6 separate regions of the Mus musculus genome follow, and all the other regions are linked to region 3. A link is a contact called in public ChIA-PET, Hi-C and promoter capture Hi-C data. All regions are on one chromosome and are shown on one strand. Each heading gives the region's core, a stretch centred on a gene start, on an enhancer-like site or on the middle of the called end of the contact. The rest is flanking DNA. Distances are from core to core; before and after follow the strand shown.

The links. Promoter capture Hi-C pulls out the DNA fragments that hold promoters and counts their contacts. Hi-C and Micro-C count contacts between places; a contact is called where the count stands out from the background. ChIA-PET counts read pairs in DNA pulled down with a chosen protein or histone mark.
Region 1: a contact with region 3 is called in an RNA polymerase II ChIA-PET map of memory CD8 T cells, with 114 read pairs. The contact joins the promoter of Osbpl8 here to the promoter of Glipr1 in region 3. A contact is called at or near these places in 1 of 39 promoter capture datasets (pre-B cells), 2 of 484 Hi-C or Micro-C datasets (B cells and the G1E-ER4 cell line), 5 of 115 datasets of contacts at active chromatin or transcription factors (effector CD8 T cells, extraembryonic endoderm stem cells, large pre-B cells and 2 more) and 3 of 9 other capture datasets (adipose tissue, liver and macrophages).
Region 2: an RNA polymerase II ChIA-PET map of memory CD8 T cells shows a contact between it and region 3, with 7 read pairs. The contact joins the enhancer-like site here to the promoter of Glipr1 in region 3. A contact is called at or near these places in 2 of 39 promoter capture datasets (the HPC-7 cell line and pre-B cells), 1 of 484 Hi-C or Micro-C datasets (myeloid progenitors), 5 of 115 datasets of contacts at active chromatin or transcription factors (CD8 T cells, effector CD8 T cells, extraembryonic endoderm stem cells and 2 more) and 1 of 9 other capture datasets (liver).
Region 4: a contact with region 3 is called in an RNA polymerase II ChIA-PET map of memory CD8 T cells, with 6 read pairs. The contact joins the promoter of Atxn7l3b here to the promoter of Glipr1 in region 3. A contact is called at or near these places in 2 of 484 Hi-C or Micro-C datasets (CD4 T cells and natural killer cells) and 1 of 115 datasets of contacts at active chromatin or transcription factors (memory CD8 T cells).
Region 5: a contact with region 3 is called in a promoter capture Hi-C map of pre-B cells. The contact joins the promoter of Nap1l1 here to the promoter of Glipr1 in region 3. A contact is called at or near these places in 8 of 39 promoter capture datasets (the C10 cell line, the HPC-7 cell line, cranial neural crest and 5 more), 1 of 484 Hi-C or Micro-C datasets (B cells), 5 of 115 datasets of contacts at active chromatin or transcription factors (the 230-238 cell line, CD8 T cells, extraembryonic endoderm stem cells and 2 more) and 2 of 9 other capture datasets (adipose tissue and liver).
Region 6: a Hi-C map of B cells shows a contact between it and region 3, with 10 read pairs. The contact joins the promoter of Zdhhc17 here to the promoter of Glipr1 in region 3. A contact is called at or near these places in 1 of 484 Hi-C or Micro-C datasets (B cells), 3 of 115 datasets of contacts at active chromatin or transcription factors (effector CD8 T cells, large pre-B cells and pancreatic cancer cells) and 2 of 9 other capture datasets (adipose tissue and liver).

The regions. Positions count from the first base shown.
Region 1 is chr10:111,163,061-111,166,289 of GRCm38.p6, reverse strand. Osbpl8 (oxysterol binding protein-like 8) reads right to left here and starts at 1,488. Exons shown (of 24, transcript NM_175489.3): 1 at 1,094-1,488.
Region 2 is chr10:111,100,939-111,103,931 of GRCm38.p6, reverse strand. No RefSeq gene overlaps it. Among named protein-coding and RNA genes, the nearest start is that of Gm29916, 19 kb to the right of the region's middle. Within about 2 kb of position 1,496, at least 141 of the 459 cell types and tissues checked have an H3K27ac peak or open chromatin away from gene starts, as enhancers often do. A contact at or near this core is called in the HPC-7 cell line, effector CD8 T cells, liver and 2 more, where this site is marked.
Region 3 is chr10:111,995,988-111,999,428 of GRCm38.p6, reverse strand. It overlaps Glipr1 (GLI pathogenesis-related 1 (glioma)), which reads left to right and starts at 2,165. Exons shown (of 6, transcript NM_028608.3): 1 at 2,165-2,571. The coding sequence starts at 2,398.
Region 4 is chr10:112,927,589-112,930,524 of GRCm38.p6, reverse strand. It overlaps Atxn7l3b (ataxin 7-like 3B), which reads left to right and starts at 1,499. Exons shown (of 1, transcript NM_001033474.2): 1 at 1,499-2,936. The coding sequence starts at 1,803. The coding sequence ends at 2,096.
Region 5 is chr10:111,471,171-111,474,589 of GRCm38.p6, reverse strand. Nap1l1 (nucleosome assembly protein 1-like 1) reads right to left here and starts at 1,363. Exons shown (of 16, transcript NM_015781.5): 1 at 1,239-1,363.
Region 6 is chr10:111,008,590-111,011,993 of GRCm38.p6, reverse strand. Zdhhc17 (zinc finger, DHHC domain containing 17) reads left to right here and starts at 1,928. Exons shown (of 17, transcript NM_172554.2): 1 at 1,928-2,056. The coding sequence starts at 1,964.

The DNA of each region.
Region 1 (3,229 bases), core at 239-2,738, 830 kb after region 3:
GCGTAACAAGCAATTTACCTATACCTCAATTGTTCTCTGGAATTCTTCAAGAGGCAAAAACTATTTTAAATGGTTATCTTGAAAGACCTTTAATTGCACTAATTTGGGGCTGCACTAATTTGAGGTTGTTTACAGTGAAATTACTTTGAAGAATTCCCTGCTAACCCAAGGTATTCTAATACTACTGTTACTTAAGTCTTCCAGCAGCAAAAAGGCACAAACTTCATTAAGTTATTGAAAGCAGATATGCTATCGTCAGATAAGTGTTCCCATCTGTTTAGAGACGAACCCAAGTTAACTTATTTCAGACGGCATTTAGTTAAAATGAAATTAGGTTATGTTTCACGACGCAGATGTCGCTCACAAAGAAGTGTTAAATGACTTTAGTGAATGGAAAATCTGCATCTACTGTTGCTTCGCATCAGCCGGTCTTGAGTGGGTTGCTCAATGAAGCAAAAGCATGCTCCATATGAAACTCCCTGGAACCTGATTACACTCTCCACAGCTTAGCCGCAAACAAAACGTAAAAAAAAAAAAAAAAAAAGTGCAACGAAGACACCGCCTTTTCTCCAGTGTGGCAAGAAGGCCAACGGAGCTGAGGTTTAAGGAACACCGCGACAGTCTCTGCAAAGGCGGGTGCGGTCCGCCTGCGAGCGGCACAACCTCTTCAGGGGCTGTCACAGGAAAACCCCAAGCCTTGCCTTAACCGCCCGGGGCGACAAAGCGCCAGGTTTTCACCCCCTGCGCGGGGGGCTTCCGGCGAGCCCCGGCGTCGCCCTGTCAAACTTCGGGAGGGGCAGACACACTCGGGACCCGGAACGCCGCCGAGCCGCCCCCGCCCCCATCCCAGGTCCCCACTGGGCTTTGTACCGCTGCAGACGCACCTACCGCGGGCCCCAAAAAACACGCCACCCCCGCCAGCCCTGCCAATCTCCCTCTCAGAAGGGACAAAGGAGAGGCAGGAGGGGAACTCGCGGCGCGGGGTACCCACGAGTGCCCACAGCCCGAGCTCAGAACGTAGGACTGAGGGACTACAGTCACCCCAAAAGGCACGACTCCGCTGCTCCCCAACACCGGGCTGAGCGCCACTCACCGATGCGGAGCCCCAGAGGAGGCGGCCCGCAGGGAGCAGGCTTCCGTGGGATCACAGGGACGCCGGAGTCCGGGGCCTTAGTGTCCGGTGGGACCCCCCCTCCTCAACTTCTCTCGGCTGCGGTCGCCCGCGGGAACTGAGAGCCAGCCCGGACGGAGAGCACAGGCGAGCCGCGGCGGGGGCTCGGCCCGGAGCGGCGAGCGAACTCGGGCTCCTCCGCCCGCGGGCCAGGGCGGAACCTCTTCCTTCTCTACCGCTACCGCTCTCGGCGGTGGCCGAGTCGAACGCCGCTGCCGCCCCGGCTGCCGCTGCCGCTGCCGCTGCCGCTACCACCGCCGCCCAGCTGGGAGCGCGTCGCAGCAGAATGCTGTCATCCGCCCTGACACCGCCTTTCTGGGCGCCGCGAGCCGCCACCAGCCTTCACATCCCAAGGCCCGCCCCTCTCGCAGCCCCGCCCCCAGCCCGGGCCTGGGCCACGCCCCCTTCCCGTCACGTGACGCCGCAAGGAGGCGGTCCCCGGGTAGCTTCTGCTGGGCGGGCGCGCAGAGGCAGCTGCTGGCAGCTCGTGGTGATGGCGAGCTGTCATGTCACCTCCCCTCCGCTCCCCTCCCCGCCCTCGAGGTTCCCTCTCAGGAAGCCCTGGGGTGGAGGGCCGGCTACCCGCAGGTCTCTGAAGTGCTCGCTGGGCAGGACCCGCCTCCCGACCTCTGGCCGGGCCCACAGAGGAGGCTGCCAGGAGAAATTGGGGCTTGAGAAGCAGCCAGGAGTCCCTGCTGCCTAAGTTCCAATGACACGTTCACTGTGGTGTCTCATTAGCTGTTGGCCTCACAGGAGGTTTGAGATGTAGACTTCAGTCACGCTGGGATGAAAATAGCCTAGCAGGCTTTCTTGTTATTGTTCCTAGTCATGTTCAGAATCCTGGGTGCCAGCTTTTACAGTCATGAAGTTTTACAGTGAGGTTGGTGACGGTTTTAGCGACGTGGCAAGTTGATAGTACCTCTCAATTTGAACAGAAAGCCTAATTTAACTCTTCGGATTTTGTTGTTGTTGTTGTTGTTTTGTACCTCAACTCTTGGCTTTTTTTGTTTTTTGTTTTTTTAACCATGACCCCAGAAATCCCTCCCCATCCTGTGGAGAGGAAAGGGGCAGAACTCATCACTGGAAGAAAGCCAGTTACAATACAGAAGAAGAGAAAAGCGACCTAACAGTGCAGAAGGAGGAATGAGCTGCCTCTAACAAGGCCATTCTCTACGATAAAAATTCAATTCCTTATTCCTTTATCCTTCTACTCTGGAACCAAGAATTTTTTTTTTAACTTTACACAATTTCCATTACATTTCTTGACAGGAAATCAGATGACATTCTGATCGTTTGGATACTTAAGTAGGCCATAGGATTCTGCCTGTTACTGATGTATTTCATAGCAGCTCTAAAAAATTTGCAGACGTGGCCATTTTGTTGCCCAAAGAAAGAGCAATTTACTGCTCAGTTAAATAATGCCAGGCCGCTGATCTTTAAAACACATCTTGATGCAGCTATGTTAACATTTGAAAAACAATTAGATTTTGTCATGAAGGACTGTTCCAATGAGGGAAAGATTCTGCCACATTCTTCTGTTAAGAAACCTAAGAAATTATATTTGTATTTTACATAAACATAAGGGAAGTTTATTGTTTTCTTGTTTTGTTTGTTTTTCTTGCTTGATTGTTTTGTTTTGTTTTGTTTTTCAAAGAGACAGGGTTTCTCTGTGTAACCCTAGATGTCCTGGAACTCCTTCTGTAGGCTATGCTGGTCTCAAACTCACAGAGAGCTGCCTGGCTCTCTCCTTTCTGAGTGCTGAGGCAGTGCAAGGCAGGAAACATTGTTATGTGATGGCGGTAACGTTCCAGTTTATCAGCAGATTGAAATGTCACTTATCTGAAGCAATGCTGTTTTTTTCAGACTAACAAAAGCCAATGTCATTTTTTAATGAATTGGGTTTTAATGAGATATAATCTAAAAGATAAGAATGCATAATATCTAAACCAAGCAATAATCAGTTCGTGGGAGGCTGGAGAGATGAGGCAGTCAAGAGTACCTGTTCTTGCAGGTCCTGGTTTCTATTCCCAGCACCCATGTGCTGGCTGGTGGGTCCAG
Region 2 (2,993 bases), core at 247-2,746, 890 kb after region 3:
TGCTTTGTATTACTATATAAATAAGATAACTATAAAAATAAGAAAATAGAGTTAATTACTCCTAAAAGAATGTTCTAGACTCCTTCACATTGTGCAGCCATAATGGGGACCATTTTCTTCTGTCACAGCTTTCTCCCATGATGCTTTTGCCTTGTCACGGACTTAAAAACAACAGACCAAGCTGAGCATGGACTGAACTCTCAAACCCGAGGCTCCCACCAGAGGCTCCTCGTTTGCTCTCTATTGCTGTGATAAATATCACGGCCAAGAGTAACCTGGGAGAGGAAAGGGTTAACCCAAGTTATAATCCACCAGGAAGGGAAATCCAGGCAGGACTCAGAGGTAATGGAGGAACGCAGTTTAGAAACTTGCTCCTGGTTGCTGAGCTTATTTATTTATTTTTATTCATCCCAGAACTATCAACCCAGGAGTGGTCTGGACTATTCCACATGGATCATTGGTGAAGAGAATGCTCCCCCACAGACTTGCTCACCGGCCAATCAGATGGAGGCATTTTTCTCTCTTCCCAGATTGCCCTAGCTGTGTCAAGCTAACGCAATACTGACCAGCACAGACTTCTTGCTCATGTTCAGGAAGCTAACGGAGCACTTCTCTTAGCTAAGTCAGCTGCTTATTCTCTGCGGTTGCTGCCTCACGGTCGGACGGACGGACGTGAAGTCTGATGACTCACGCCATGCCGCTTGACAATAGCCAATCCTGGGTGCTCTGTGACCGTGACACCCCCAGCTTTGGCACTACTCACTCGCTACTCTGAATTTGAGTCTTTCCATTTCTGACACCTACAAGCCTCCCCTTTCTTACATGGATTTGAGTATGAGGAGCGGAGGGGGCCAGTCTACATCCGGTCAGTTCATGGATCAAAACAAAAGCACGACTATAAAGGATCAGAGAATCAATATTATCTATATTATCCCTCAGCTTGCGGCTACTACACCTGGGTGGGGCTGGGGGCGGGGCAGCAACCTGAGAGACGGGGGGGCGGGGGGGGGGCGGGGGGGGGCACGTTCTGAATGAAGCAAGCTTTTGATTCCGCTGCCAGAATCCTGTCTGCTTCACCTGCAAAGATGAAACAGAATTTAGAAACTTGATTGTCTGTCTTGAAGACCAGAAAGTCTGACGCTCATAAGATTGAAGGCATAGGTGATTTAAGAAACATCCACAGCAGTGACTGGTCCAAGTTCTTTGAAAAGTGTCTCGGAGGCGTTCGCTTTCCTTTCAAGATTCGGAATGCGCAAGAAGCTGCTGATTGGTGGCTTGGTTTTACGCTTAGTCTTGGATAAAGAAACACTGTTGGAAAACAAACTTGGTAACAAGAACCACACATGGAAACTACCGCATCAATGCAGGATTAATCGGCTCCAAACACGCACAGATTCCCCTCTGCTAAAGCAGGAAATACTCTGGGTCCCACCAGCTGCATCCTCCTCGCTGGAGGCCAAAGATGCCAGAGATATTTAAGCCTAAGTGCTTTCGGTTCTGTCCTGGCCAGAGGCCACGGGTGCCAGGAAATAGAAGCAGTTTTGCCTTATCTCCCTTGGCCTAAAGGAACCCTTTTCCCAGAAACCAAATATGATGTCAGGGCTGAGACCAGGAATGGGAGCGGGCTTGATCGGCTCACCCCAGCTCCAGGCCTCCATCCAGTGAGGTCTCATTGGGAGACTCACTGGAATCCCACTTTCTGGGAACCCAGTGGCATGGGGACCCTGACTTTTTCCTTTTTGAGTTTTCTGCAATAGAACCGTTCTTACTAAAACTCACCCTCTGTGAGTCATGGAATTCATTCTTCCAGTTCGTGAGAAGAGAACCTGAAAGCCACTGGCTCCAACCGCTGTGGTTTTCTGAGTTATCTGAGACCCTAGTTCCCCAAGGTGAGCTCACAGAGCAGAAGAGAGGCCCTGCTCACAGACACCTCAAACTTTACATATTGTTAGAATCTGATAAGTCAAAAATTACTTAAACTGCAACTCAAGATGGACATTGGTCAACATGGATGTAAATAATTCCAGCGTTAGGGTTAATTTAATGGCTGTGGCTGGCCTCCTTCAGATTCAAACTCATCATGGCTGCTTGGGAATGCTTAAGACAACCCACAGTTCCTTTAGGAGACTGTAGTACAAGCCATAGCTGCTAAGGCAACTCATACAAAAGAGAGCATGCTGTTGCTTTAAACAAATTCCTAGTTTTGACATAAGAAATGCAGTTCTTGGCCAGGCGGCTCAAATTCTACATAGGGAAGAAGAGTTCAGCAAGCTAACAGACAAAACGAGTGAGGGCATAGTAGCTACTGGGCAAAGATTACTATTCAAGGACAGATTACAGACTGGGCAAAGCCGGAACACGCGAGCATCAGGATTGCAACTTCTTACCTGTTTAGCCCAACCCGGAACCTTGTGCGCTTCCTGTGTGAGCATTTGGAAACCAAGTGTCAGGTGTTTGCAAGTGGGATTCCAGAAAACTGATTGTGCTTCATAGCTTGGCCAACACTGTTTTTTCCATTAATAAAGTTTGGGAGAGCAAAAGAGAAGGAGAGGAAAAGGGGGAGGAGAAGGAGGAGGAGGAAGGAGAGCAGGTGGGAGGCAAAGGAGGAGGAGAGGGAGGAGGGGAGGAGTGAGAAGAATAGGAGGAGAAAGAGGAGAAAAAAGGGGGGAAGGGGAAGAGGAAGGAGAGAAAGAGAAAGGAGGGGGAGAGAAAAAGGAAGGAGGGGAGAAGGGAAAGAGGGAGAAGGTTGTTCTATGTAATTTGTGTAGTTCTGCATTACCCCTCTCCTTCAGGGGTTCTCTTTCTATAAGCAACTTGCCTATTTTTTTTTTTAATGTATCCCTTAGCGAGACCCAGCAGTGTTAGATTAAATGTTGCTTGCTGTTCTCTGTGTTGGTAACTTCCATTTCCAATAAATTCTCTCCCCCTCCTGCCTCTGTATTTCTGGTACTGGCTTTATTCTGTGGTAGAAATCGTGTTGGGGGCAGAGTGCA
Region 3 (3,441 bases), core at 916-3,415:
GCATTGACCACGGGGAACCTCCCCCATCTCAAGTCTCTGGGACTTCTGAAAGATTCTCCCCACCCCTACCCTGGGCAGCCACCGATTTCTATTCATTCTTCTGACCCTCTGGGTCTCTCTCCTGTCTCTCCCCATGCCTGTCCCCATTCCCTTCCCCCTCTGGTTTCCCACCCATTTCCCTCACTCACTCTGCTTCCGGTGACTATTTTGTTTCACCTCCTAAGTGTGATTCAAGCATCCTTCCTTGGGCCTTCCTTGTTTAACTTCTTTGGGGCTGTGGATGTATCATGGGTATTTTGTGCTTAATGGCTAATATCCACTTATCAGTGAGTACATACCATTCATGTCCTTTTGGCTCTGGGTTACCTCACTTGGGATATTTTCTAGTTCTATCCATCTGCCTGCAAAATTCATGATGTCTGTGTTTTTAATAGCTAAATAGTATTTTTTCTATATCCATTCTTTAGTTTAGGGACATTTGGGTTGTTTCCAGTTTCTGTCTATTAAGAAGAAATCTGCTATGAACATAGTGAAGCACGTGTCCTTGTAGGGTTGTAGAGCATCTTTTGGATGTATTATGCCTAGGAGCAATATAGCTGGGTCTTCAGGTAAAACTATTTCCAATTTTCTGAGAAATCAACAAATTGATTTCCAGAATGGTTATATAGATTTGCACTCCCACCAGCAGTGGAGGAGTGTTCCCCTTGCTCCAGTCCTTGCCAGCATGTGCTGTCGCTTGAGTTTTTTATCTTAGCCCTTCTGGTTTGTGTAAAGTGGGAATCTCGGGATTGTTTTGATTTGCATTTCTCTCATAACTAAGGATGTTGAGGCATTTCTTTAAGTGCTTTTTTGGTCATTTGAGTTTCCTGTGTTGAGAATTCTCTGTTTAGCTCTGTACCCCGTTTTTAACTGGGTTATTTGGTTTGCTGGAGTCTAACTTCTTGAGTTCTTTATAGATTTTGCATATTAGCCCTCAGAACCCTTAGTAGAGGGATAAAGACACTAACCTACCCACAAAACTTTTGGCCCAAAATTTGTCCTGTCTAAAGAAATGCAGGAACAAAGATGGAGCAGAGACTGAAAGAATGACCAACCAATAATCAACCCAACTTGAAACCCAGCCCATTGGCAAGAACCAATCCCTAACATTATTAATGGTACTCTGTTATGGTTGTAGAAAGGAGCCTAGTATAACTGTCCTGTGAGAGGCTCCACCCAGCAGCTGACTAAAACAGATGCAGATATCTACAGCCAAGCATTGGAAAGAGGTAGGGGACTTTTTTGGAAGAGTTGATGAAAGATTGAAGAGGATGGAATCCCCACAGGAGGGCCAACAAAGTCAACTAACCTGGACCTCTGGGAGCTCTCAGAGACTGAACCACCAACCAAAGAACATATACTGGCAAGACCAAGGGGTGGGGGGGGGTGTCAGCCATTTTTTGAAATGGTGACCTCAGACAAAGGCACACAGGCCTTCTTATAGGGAACCAGGGGAACACTCCAAAAGGATTAGGTAATCTAAATTTTCATTGCTGGGTGCTAGGGAGTCCCAGGTGGTCAGCAGTCTGCATTCCTGTGTCATGAATGTTTAACCATAGGATAAGATAGGGCTGCCCAGCCCAGACAGCCCATTCTGAGATAAGATATTTCCCCATTTTTGTGATTGTCCCCAGGCTGTTCTTTGGGAGGTGGTTTTATGTCCTTGTTTCTGGATTTTATGGTCTGTTCCTGGAGCTGGTGCCTTATGGCTTTCTTTTCAAAATCAGGCCTGGCCCTTAAATGGACACAAGTGGGGTTTATGTTGTCCTTTCAAAATAGAAAAGGTAAAAAAGAAAGGAAAAAAATTCTCAGTGCAATTACAGTGAAGAGTCTCATTTTCTCTGAAACCATAAAATACAAACCATGTTGCTTTGCACACCTTGTTTGGTTTTATAAATCTGGACAAGAAAAACAATTCTCTACTCAACTCTCATTAAAGTAACCTTTGTTATTTGTTTGCCAGAGAGAGAGAGAGAGAGAGAGAGAGAGAGAGAGAGAGAGAGAGAGAGAGAGAGAGAGAGAGAGAGAGAGAAAGAGAAAGAAAAGAAAAGAGAAGAAAAAAAAAAAAAACCCATGAGCTGCAAGCCATATATGGAGAAGTCCGGTGTAAGTTTCGTGACGTCATGTTCTGCTCTCAGGCTCCTCAAGCTGAAGTAGGCTGTGCTTTGTAAAGCTGGTCATAAAAAAAAAACCCAGCATGCTGAAGATGGAGCTCAGAGGCAGAGCACTTGTCTAGCATAAACAACCCTGGGTTAATCCGAGCTCCAACAGGGAAACAGTCTGCAGACTGAGAGAACCGAGCATTCTATCAGAACCCCGCAGCTCTGGATTCTAGGTCCAGCAGCAACCAGAGAGACCATGCAGGTCATCCTTGCTGTGATAGTCTGGATGGCTTCGTCTGTGTCTAGTTCTTCATTTACAGCAAGCACTTTGCCAGATATAACAAACGAGGACTTCATTAAAGAATGTGTTCAAGTTCACAACCAGCTTCGGTCAAAAGTGAGTCCACCAGCCCGGAATATGCTGTACATGGTGAGTTCACTAGCAAGGGCTTGTCGCCCATGTCAATCAGAAGCAGCTTGCCTGCATTAATTTGGGTGTGACTTCTGGGTAACCCTGAGTGGTTTTCTTATTTGCTTTCTTTTTTTTCCTTGTAATGAATGTGTGCAGTAAACTCAGCTTGCAATCAGAGTCGACCGTTACCTTCCCCGACTGTCTTGAGCAATACCACTGGCATGATTCAGTTCTTTCTGCACACTTCCTTTCCGCAGCCATGAGCAACAGACTTCTTTGTTGTCATGGTTTTTCCTGTTAATATTTGTGAGGTTTCTTTTTTGTGTCTTAAGGGTTCTTTTTTTTTTCATTATATATGCTGTGTAAAATAATGGTCTTTCATTATGATAATTCAGTGTGCTTAGGCTACACTCATTCCGTTGGCCTCTTGGCCCTCTTCCTCTGATCGCTTTCCCCTGCTACGTTTCTGTGGTCTTCGGTTGTTTTCCTCTACACTTCACATATAAGAGGTCATGATGCTTTTCCGCCTGCGTCTGCTTTATGCTACTTAGTGTGATGATCTCCAATCCCATCTGTTTCCCTGCAAATGTCATAATTTTGTTCTTGGCGACTCAACAATACCATTCAGTTTGTCTATATAGACATATCTGTACACAAGCTATTTTCCTTACTCTTTCATCTTTTGGGGAACCACTGGGTGTAATCCATAGCTTGGAGGTTGTGAGTAGTGCCACAAAAAAAAAAAAAAAAAAAAAAAAAACATGGATATGCAAATACTCAAGACGTGCTGACTTCCATCCCTGTAGAGACAAGCCCAAACATGCCGTAGCTGAATCACACGCTAGTCTTATGTTTATAGTTTGTGGTGATACTGATTTCCATAGTGGC
Region 4 (2,936 bases), core at 250-2,749, 930 kb before region 3:
TCTGTACCACTGTATACATCATGCAAGCACCATGTGAAAATTCTTATACGTATTGCTATGTGTCTCACTACAAAACTATGTGATGACACCTATTCCTGAAATGTCAAGAAAACAGATCCCAATACAAGATTCGCATAGGCATCTACTGTAGGAGGCAGTCTGATTCAGTAACATGTACTCTTAAACATTACATGGTTTATTGTATGTCCAGATCCCACAATGTGTCAATACGTTAATTTTTTGAATCTAGAACATCTAGATTATACAAAAGTCCAATTTTTTTAAAGTTCTGTCTTTTTTTAAATTAAAAAAAAAGAACTCTGGGCAGAAAAAAATTAAGTAGCATAAGCTAAATGATTTGTATCTGCCAATTTGTGAGATCTAAATTAATTAAATAGACAACTAGAAAATACAGTTGTTTACAAATAGTTTGCACTCTAAATCAATCAGTGTAAGGTAATTCTGTACTGAGGAAAATATGATCATCTTATGCTTTTCTCTAATCTGGAAATCTTGCATAAGAAAGCTATAAAGGAGGATTTGAGTTTTTCCTTAGCCACAGTTCTTTCTGATAAATTGCAAAAGTAGAGCAGTTGCAGAGGAGGATCAAATAATGAACAAGAAAGAAAAAAGTAAAGAAAGAATACAGTGATTTCCTTATGTTTGAATTCACAACTAATCTTTTTAGGAATAGCTAGCTAGCATCTTCTGATCCATTGTGGTTAGTAGTGTGTTTTATCAGTGACAGAATAAGGACTTGCTTGAGTCAAATGAGAAAAGTTGTTAGGAGCTGGCTGCAGAGGATTTGGTGGGACGGTTCCAGTTCTCACAGTGAAAGCAGTGTAACTTTAGGAAAGTCTTCCCCCTCCTCTTTGCCTCCCCCAAACTAAGCGCACATCATTTTTATCTTGTAGCACATTTGGAGACGTATATAATCATTTCTTTACAGTCACGCTGACTTAATGGTCTTATAAGTGAGATAAATGCCTTAGGTTTATTTGATCAATATATTTGAATTATGCCTTTAGTGTCAGGATTCTAGTTGTTTTCATTCAAAGAAAGCCTCAAAGATAAACTATAGGGCAATTTGTTTCCTTGCATCATCTAGTGGATTTAAATGACAACTGCGGCAGTACTGTAAATTACTGCAAGCCAATCCTGTACGTCAAATTTTCAGTCGTATGTGGATAAACATGCCTGAAATCATTATTCGATTGATTACACAACTGGACAAGTAATTATTATTCCTCCTTTTACGTAAGAAATCATTGAAACACAGGTGAACGCATTAGTGAACGTTTAAAGCCCTAAACAAAATACCATAGCATCGTCGATAACATTTTATGAACCGGGAGAGAGAAAAAGACACAGGCAGGAATGCCAGTTGTCGCCACTGGCTCGCACAGACCAACAGTGCTCCCAGGCCAGCGAACTGCGCCAGAGCCCGAGCCCAAGCCCAGCCTCCGCGCGGAGCCAGTGCGCAGGCGCAGCACCGGGCGGAAGTGGGGGGGCGGGCCCAGACTGTCAGCGAGAGGAAGAGGCCCGAACGGCTGGGTGAGGCGCCGAGACGGTTTTCGCGGCGAGCCGGGCTCGGGTGCAGCTCAGAATCCCGAACTTGGGTGATCGTCGCAGCCGAGCGAGCGTTGGGGCTCCGGAGCGGCGGTTGCTGTCGCCGCGGACGCCGCCGTCGTCGCCGTTGCCGTCCCGGAGGACGAGGCCCGGAGAGGCCTTGCAGGCCTAGCGGAGCCCGAGTGTGCCGTGAGTAAAGCCAGCGCCCTCCGCACGGTCGCTTGCCGGTTAAGATGGAGGAGATTTCGTTGGCCAACCTGGATACTAACAAGCTGGAGGCCATCGCCCAGGAGATCTATGTAGACCTGATAGAGGATTCCTGCCTGGGCTTCTGCTTTGAGGTGCACCGGGCGGTCAAGTGTGGCTACTTCTACCTGGAGTTTGCAGACACTGGGAGCGTGAAGGATTTCGGCATCCAGCCAGTGGAGGACAAAGGCGCGTGCCGCCTCCCGCTCTGCTCCCTTCCTGGGGATCCCGGGGACGGGCCCCAGACGGAGCTGCAGCGTTCACCTCCGGAATTCCAGTAGTCACCACCTGAGAGAGGGCGACACAGTGACCAGGACAATAATAGAGACTGGTCCCCGTGGCTTTGGAGGAATAAGCTAAGTTGGAGAGAAAAAAAATTAAATCAACAAATAAAGGAAAAGCAAACAAAAGTCCCATTTACCCCCCTTCAAGATCTTAGCATTAAAATACAAAAAAAAAAAAAACCGAGAAGGCGTAAAACGAACAAAACACCCAAAGAGGAGAATTTAGGAATCCCGGTCCATTTGAAAGGGTCTCCCATGCCAGCTCTGAAATCCTGGGCAGAAGAAGGTCCAGAGGCGTCGTGCTGTATTTTGAGCTGTATAAAATACATGTGGATGTGCAAGGACCCTGAACTGTCCTCGGTACACAGGTGAGCAGCTGTGTACCCAGCCTATACAATTCTATTTGTTTCTCAGATTCTGCATCTGCCTGATGTCATGGGCCTCCTTCGAAGTTTTAGATGGTGTTGATGGTCAGGCCCTGATCAGTCAGCTTCGGTGGACTGCTCCTCTGATTTCTAAGCCTCCAATTGGGCCTCTTTGATACAAATAGAAGTCAGGTATGTGACTTAAATACTAAAAATATTAATATTCCCGTTTGAATTCGATGGGAAGCCCTTGTGCCCTTGTCTTCAAGAAGTTCCAAATCACCTGTTTTCCAAAGGTCCAGCATTTTGTGGGGACAAGGCCTTGCCTTTGGCTCATCAGAAGACCTGTCTTTCCATCCTACTGAGTGGCAAAGGTTTGGCAAAGGACAAGGTGGTTTTCAAACAGCTGAAGATTTTCTTTTGATGCTATGAGGATGAAGTGTACCTCCGCGACTGCACATCATGTCCAACT
Region 5 (3,419 bases), core at 114-2,613, 520 kb after region 3:
CAAAAAAATGTAAATTTTAGGCACTCCTCTAATCCAAAGTATTCTTTGGATATTAAGTTTGGGAAGGTGTTTTGATGGCGTCTATTTTCAAAAGTGGTAAACTTTATGTTGGCTCTCCTGAAATTAGAGGTGTTGGGAAAGTCTTTAAAACGTTTCTCATTTTGGAATTTAGAGACAGGAGACAGTCTGAAGTAGTTAGCCCTGGAAGATAGCCTGTATGCCTGGTGCATCCTTTTAGTCTGGGAAGCCCTGCCCTCTGGACAGGACCTGTCTCCGCCCTCCCTCCGATGCCACTCCTGAGATCTTTACAGAAATGTGGCGCACTGAGCTTGGTCAGTATATTATTAATGCCTTGTTCCACCCCATGGTCCTTCCACTTCATCCCTAGTGAGAATTCTGGGGGGAGGGAGGGGGTGCTGCCTGAAGGGAAGAACCACGCTGTTGGTCTATTAAACTCGAACCCCACTCCCCACCCCCAACAAGCCAGCCCTTCTTAGTTTTCGTCTCAGAACCATCTGGAGGTTTAAGGAGACTAGGATTAAGTCTCTCCACACAAATATACCCCGGCCACGTTACCCATCGAAGTTCTAACTGTACCTGTGAGACACAAAACAAGATCTTTTGTTAAAAAAAAAAAAAAAAAAAAATAGCTAGGCTGAACGCTTTGCACGTGTTAACCCCTTATAACCCTGGCGGTGGAGGCTGCTCGCCCCTCCATCCTCCCATCCGCTAGCACAGTTCCCTCCAGGAAGACCCAGGGAGCCGGTGAGACCGTGGCGGGACTGGTACTCGTGGCGACCCCTCCTCCTCCTCCAACTCCGACGGAGGTGTCGGGTGGGCCCCGGCAGGGGTCTCCGGCCGCCCGCGGCGCGGTCCCCACGTGCCCCGGCTCCTGCGCGCCGAGGCCGCGCGGCCTGCACAGCCCCTCCCTGCGGGCGGAACTCGCGCGGCCACCGTTCCTTCCATGTCCCCCATCCCCGCGGCCCGCCTCGCCGGGGTTGCCCTCGCGGTGGGCTCCACCGAGGCAGAGGCGGCCGGGCGACCCAGGGCGCCCCGCGGCGTGGCCTCCTCCTCCTCCTCCGCTCTCCCGCGGCCTCGCCGTCCCGCGCGCCCCGCAGCCGCCGGCGCTCCCCGGGGTCCCTCAGGCCGCATGGCCGCTCCGGAGCGCTCACCCCGCGGCCTCAGCCCGACACCTCGCAGGCCCCCGCCACCCGGCCCTCCCGGCCCCCAGCCGTTACCGTTCCAGGAGGCTCGGACGCGGAGCCGGGCGGCGGGAGCTGCGCAGGCAGTGACTCAGGGCGGCGGCAGCGGCGGCGGCGGGAGGAGCAGGAGGCGGCGCCGCGAGCAGATGGCGCTAAAAAAGACCCGAGAGCCCGCCGCTCGCGCTCATATACAATTAGCGTCAGCACGTAGGGCTGCTCCGACGCCCTCCCCCTGGCCTCGGCGTTGCGTAGCAACGGGAGCGGGAGGCGGGCCTGGGCCTTGTTGCCTGGTTACAGAGCCGTCCTTCTTCCCCGGCACCTTAGGCTTCCCGCCTGTGGCGGTCTTGTGCTCGCCATCTCTTCTCCCTTCTACGCTGCGATGGAAATCCCAATCCCACAGCGACGACCCATAGGTCCCGCTCCTGGTTCTCCTTGCCCGCCTGGGTTAGGGACACAGCCTAGTGGCAGGCTTGCAGTATCCTGGCTAGGATTCCCATCCGCATCCAGACCTAATCCCAGCACGCCTCTCCCCTCTCCCCACCCCCTTCTCCTCTGAAACCATTTTCCCACTCTAGCTGAGAACTAACAACTCTTTTCTTGTGACCACCGCGGCAGCGTCTTCGGCTGGTTTTGCTTCTAACTCGGGGCGCCTCTACGCCTTTTAGGGTGTTCCACATCACGTTTACCTGATACACAACCCTTCATCTCTGCTTTAGTTCATTTGATGGAAGTAAAGAGCGTATTTTTGCGTATTACTGCTTTATAATGAAAATAATCAGCATACCAATTTTTCATCTTCCTGAAAAAGTAAATCAACCCTTAAGCTCATGAAATCTTGCAGCTATTTTTCAGTTGACTACAAATCACCTGTTCTGTTAACTATGTTTGGTGCTTTGGGGTTTTGTTTTTTAGGTAGGGCCACAGTGAGGCCCTGCAGGTATCAGATTTTAAATCTTTCAGAGAGTGGCTATGTGCCACAATTTGAGATCGTCAAATCAAACAGCTGTGCTCCAAGTGTGGTCTTTATGGTGGGAGGTTAATCTGTCTATAATACTAAGGCACTGTCTACATTTTACATTCCCATCCTCCCACAAGCCTTCACTGGAGTCTTCCAGACACTACAAGTCGTGAGATAGGGCAACATTGGAAATACAAACAGACAGACAGGAGAATCTGGTTATCTGTTGTGAAATCAGGCATGGAAGAACTTGGCAAAAAGTAGTATGTGCATACAAAAGGCTATGTGCTAGTATTTTAGTGAAAGAATAACTACTCTTTGAGTCCTTTGGATGTAGCTCATTTGGTAAGAGTGCCTGCCTAAGATGCATGAAGGCCCCAGGTTCAAACCACAGCATCACATAGCCCACACATGGCTTCATTTCTGGAGTTGCACCCCTGCAGAGATAGAGGCACAGGGATAAGGAATTTAGGGTCATAGAGAGTTCCAGGTCAGCGCGGAATATTTAAGGCCCTGTAGCAGAAAAAAAAAAAAAATCACTGTTAATTTCCAACAAGATAACTATCAGTATCTGGAATGCACACAAAGGTCTCTGGGGGAAAGTGGAGTGTGGTGTCACACACCAGTTAAGCCAGAACTCTGGAGATAAAGACAGGAGGATTTTCAACTCTACTGCAGCCTGGCTACGTAGTGAGACCCTATCTTAAAGCTAAGCAAAGCTTTTGGACTTGTCAAAGGTTTTTTGGGGGCTTGCTTATTGGTTTGTTTGTTTTTAAAGGAAAGATCCTGGGACATCTATTAGTTTCCCTGAAACTTTAAAATGTCTGTAATTAGCATTAGTCAAGTTGTTCAAGGTCACATGGGAAATCTAGGATCGAATCCAGAACTGTTCAAATGATCACCTCCTTTTGCCAAGTCATGGAATTCACGTTTCGGAAAAAAAAATGTCAAGCCCAGGCCTCCATCATGAAATGAGTTGTGTGGCAGCCAATATCAATACAGCAGCACCTAGGAGAAAAACCTGGGTGTGTCTGTGAGGGCGTCTCTAACTTGTGCTCGTTGAAGTGGGAAGTTCCTCTTTTGGGTTGGTGACATCCATGCATGGGCTGTCTTGAACTGAATAGGAAAGAGAACGCAAGCGGAACACCAACATGAACTGCCTTTTAGCTCTTGATTAGATGCAATGTGGTGAGTGTCACCATGTTGTCCCCGATGGGAAAGACAGATTGCACCCTCCAACTCTGAGCCACGGCAAATCC
Region 6 (3,404 bases), core at 679-3,178, 990 kb after region 3:
GCCAACGACAAAACAAAACCAACAACAAAATCCCTACATTAAAAAAAAAAAAAGAAATATCTTGATTTACTTAATTTTGTTATCTAGTTAACCTACAGCTTTTTAAATTACCAAACCACCACGTGGGCTAAACAGTAGATTTTGCTGACTCAATTAATTTGGACCGTTCTTTCAAAGCCCTCTGTGAACCCAGGCTTCTCAGGTTGAACACCTCTTTTATGAAGATGTCCACCATACACCTGCACTCCATGGGCACTCATACAAATTATTTTGTTTTTGTTCCCCATACCTAGTTCTGTCGTTCATTTCATGTTGGTTTGAATGCCACACCCTCTCAACTGTTTCTTTACTCTTTTTTTTTCCCCTAGATTTGGGTAAATGCAAAAGCCTAAGGGTAAGGAGATCGAGCCTGTAATATTACAGGAAAAAAAAAAAAGAGTCTGTTCATGCTGACACGTGACTGAAGAAAATTTCGGTGCTGTGAACGAAAAACTAGGAATTCTGTTTAGAATTGCATGGTTTCTGGTTTCTGCCAGGACAAAAAAAGAAAGAAAGAAAAAAAAAAAAAGAAGAAAAGAAAATCGGTCCGTGCCGGAAGGAAAAGCCCTGCTGAGAGGATACACACAGAGACAGGCAGCGCCAAAGAGACCGCTTCTTTCCCCCCACCAGAAGCAGCTATAAAATAGCATATTCATCCTTTTTCTGAGTGATTACTGCCCGTTTACCGACGAATACTAGGTCTACTTTGCCGTTTTCATTTGTTACTGGGAGAGCACAGTATTGAACGGACCTAGCCTCGTGATCTCGTCCAATGCCTTGTTACTCCTGGTTTTTCCTCACCTCCTCAGAATCGATTATGTCCAATCCAGAACCGATCTCAGCTCTCCCCAGACCCTCCTCAGATTCTTTTGGCGGGAATATAAACCTTACAAAGGGGTTTCCTCTTCCATGCCCCATCCTTTTTTCCTCTGACGTGCCTTCCTCCCGATCTACCAGTAAATCTGGCTTTGTCCGACTGCAGGTTTTTTCCCCTCTGGTGATCTTTGGCTGATTTGGCTTTGACAGGGGACTGGTTAGTATCAGAATCTCTAATCAGATCGCTCTTTGCTAAATGTTCCCTGGCGCTGTAGAGATTTACAATCCCTAGTAGCCCAAACCAGAAACAAATCCTTTCTGCAATTGTTCCATCAGCCCCCTCCCAACCCCAATATCCTCTTAAAGCCGGCTTTAATCATTTTTATCTGGGTCACACTCTAGAGCTTTCATTTTAAAAAGGTTTCACTTTTGAATCCCCGGGTCCCTATTAAAATGCAGCAGATGGGAAAGTGTGGGGCTTTGACCTTGTCAAAAGCAAGGATTTTAAAAAAAAATGCCCTAGCTCAATCGCAAAGAGGGCATCACACAACAAAAGCTTTTTCAAGGAAGCCAATTTTTTTTTTTTTTTTTTTTGTCCTTGCTTCTCCCGGTGTCCCCGAGGCACAGGTGCGGAGGCGAGGAGAACGCATCCTTGCTCTCCCAGGGTCACACCCTAAGCCCTTCCAGCCCTTGGAAGGCTCGGGACCCTGCCCTGCGCGGCTCTGGATCTCCGTCTTGTGTCGCGCGCGGCCTTTCCCGGGTGGCCGGAGCCGAGGAGCAGCAGCAGCAGCAGCAGCAGCATCGGCCTCCGACCGGGACCCGCCCCCGGGCCGCGGCGCCCACGCCCAACGCGGTCCGCTGCCCCGGCGCAGTGCAGCAGAGAGCACACTCCAGCCCCGGGCCGGGTCGGGCCGGGCCGGCGCACGCGCATCGGGACCCGCGCCCTCCGCGGCGGGAGGGGCTGAGGGGGCGTCCCGGGGGCTCGGAGGGAAGAGGAGGTGGCGGCGGTGGCGGTGGCGCCGCGTCGCCCTCATCCGGGCTCGCGCTCGCCCTCGCGCTCGCCCTCCGCCTTGCCGAGCCCCGCGAGGCTGAAACGCTTTCTCCCAGCATGCAGCGGGAGGAGGGATTTAACACCAAGATGGCGGACGGCCCGGATGAGTACGAGACCGAAACGGGCTGCGTGCCCCTTCTCCACCCGGAGGTGAGGGACGGCGCCGAGCGCCTTCCCGGGACCCTGCGGTCCCGCGGCCTCGCTCCCTCAGCCTCGCCCGGGGCGGCGGCCGAGGCGTCCGGCGCGGTGACCTGTGGCGGGACCCCGGGGGAGGCTGAAGAAAGCGAGTCCAGGCCCGAGCGCGGCGGCGAGCGAGCGGATAACGGGGGAGGAGATAGCGGGGCGGGCCCGGCCGGGGCGGGCTCTGGGACGCCGTCCCTGGCGGTGCCTGGAGGACAGAGGTGGGGATGGCGATGGTCCTGTGGTGTCGCCGCGCTGCCTGCGGGTGCAGGGGCGACGGGGGCCTGCTGACACTTTGGAACCTCGGCCGGAGCCCCTGGTCTCGCTCCAAGCCTCCCCAGGCAGGGGAGGCAGCCGATCTGCTGTTTGGTTTTAACTCTCTCCTCGTCCCCTCTTTCTCGGTGGCGGATGACACGACCCTTCCCATCAGTTCACTCGTTCCCCGGGGATCGTAGTTTTCCTGGGCAAAGTGATGTCCTTCCAGATTATGCCATAGCAACCAGCTCGCCGCTGGGGACAGCGAATTTCGGGGTGTGTTTGCCCTTAGGCTATTAAAAAGAAAAGAAAAGAAAACAACAAAAAAACAAAAAGAGAGAGGGTCTGAACTTTGGCGAATAAACGCACGCACCCATTAGCTTGTCACAAAGTAGCGCTGTTTGGGGACTGTCAGGGAGGGTAGACAGCGCAACACGTTTCCCACCGTTTTTTCTTTTGTATCTCCTGGACGGGAACAGTTTTCTCTGCCGGAGCCGTCAGGTTCTGCCCGTTGTTTACCTCCCAGTTTGTAGCTGAGTTTGTGTTTAGTAAAGGCCTGGAAGCAATTCTTTGTGTATCCAGGTTTGTTGATTATTATTATTATTATTATTATTATTATTATTATTATCATCGGTGCACGGTGAGATGCGGGGAGGGCAGGAAAGTGTAGCGCAGCTTCCTGCAGAACTCAGGTCGTGTTTTGAGGTTGAGAATGGTGTCCAGATCCGTGGTGTTCGAATAAACGTGGTTACTTTGCATTCGATTGATTTTATTTCTTCCTGGCTTTTGTGTCTTGTTTTTTTTTTTTTAATTGTAAATACAAAGGACCACTTTCGTATTAATACCCTATTATCTCTTAACTTGATCATACACACACACACACACACACACACACACACACACACACATACACACACACACACAAACTGAGACAGTTTCTTAGAAATATATGCTGAGACAAGTCTCATTAGAAAAGACTGTTTTGGGTTTCTGACACAGCTATGCAGTAAGAAGAAACTTTCTGAAAAATTAAAGTGGCAATAAACTTAGAAAGATTTCTTTT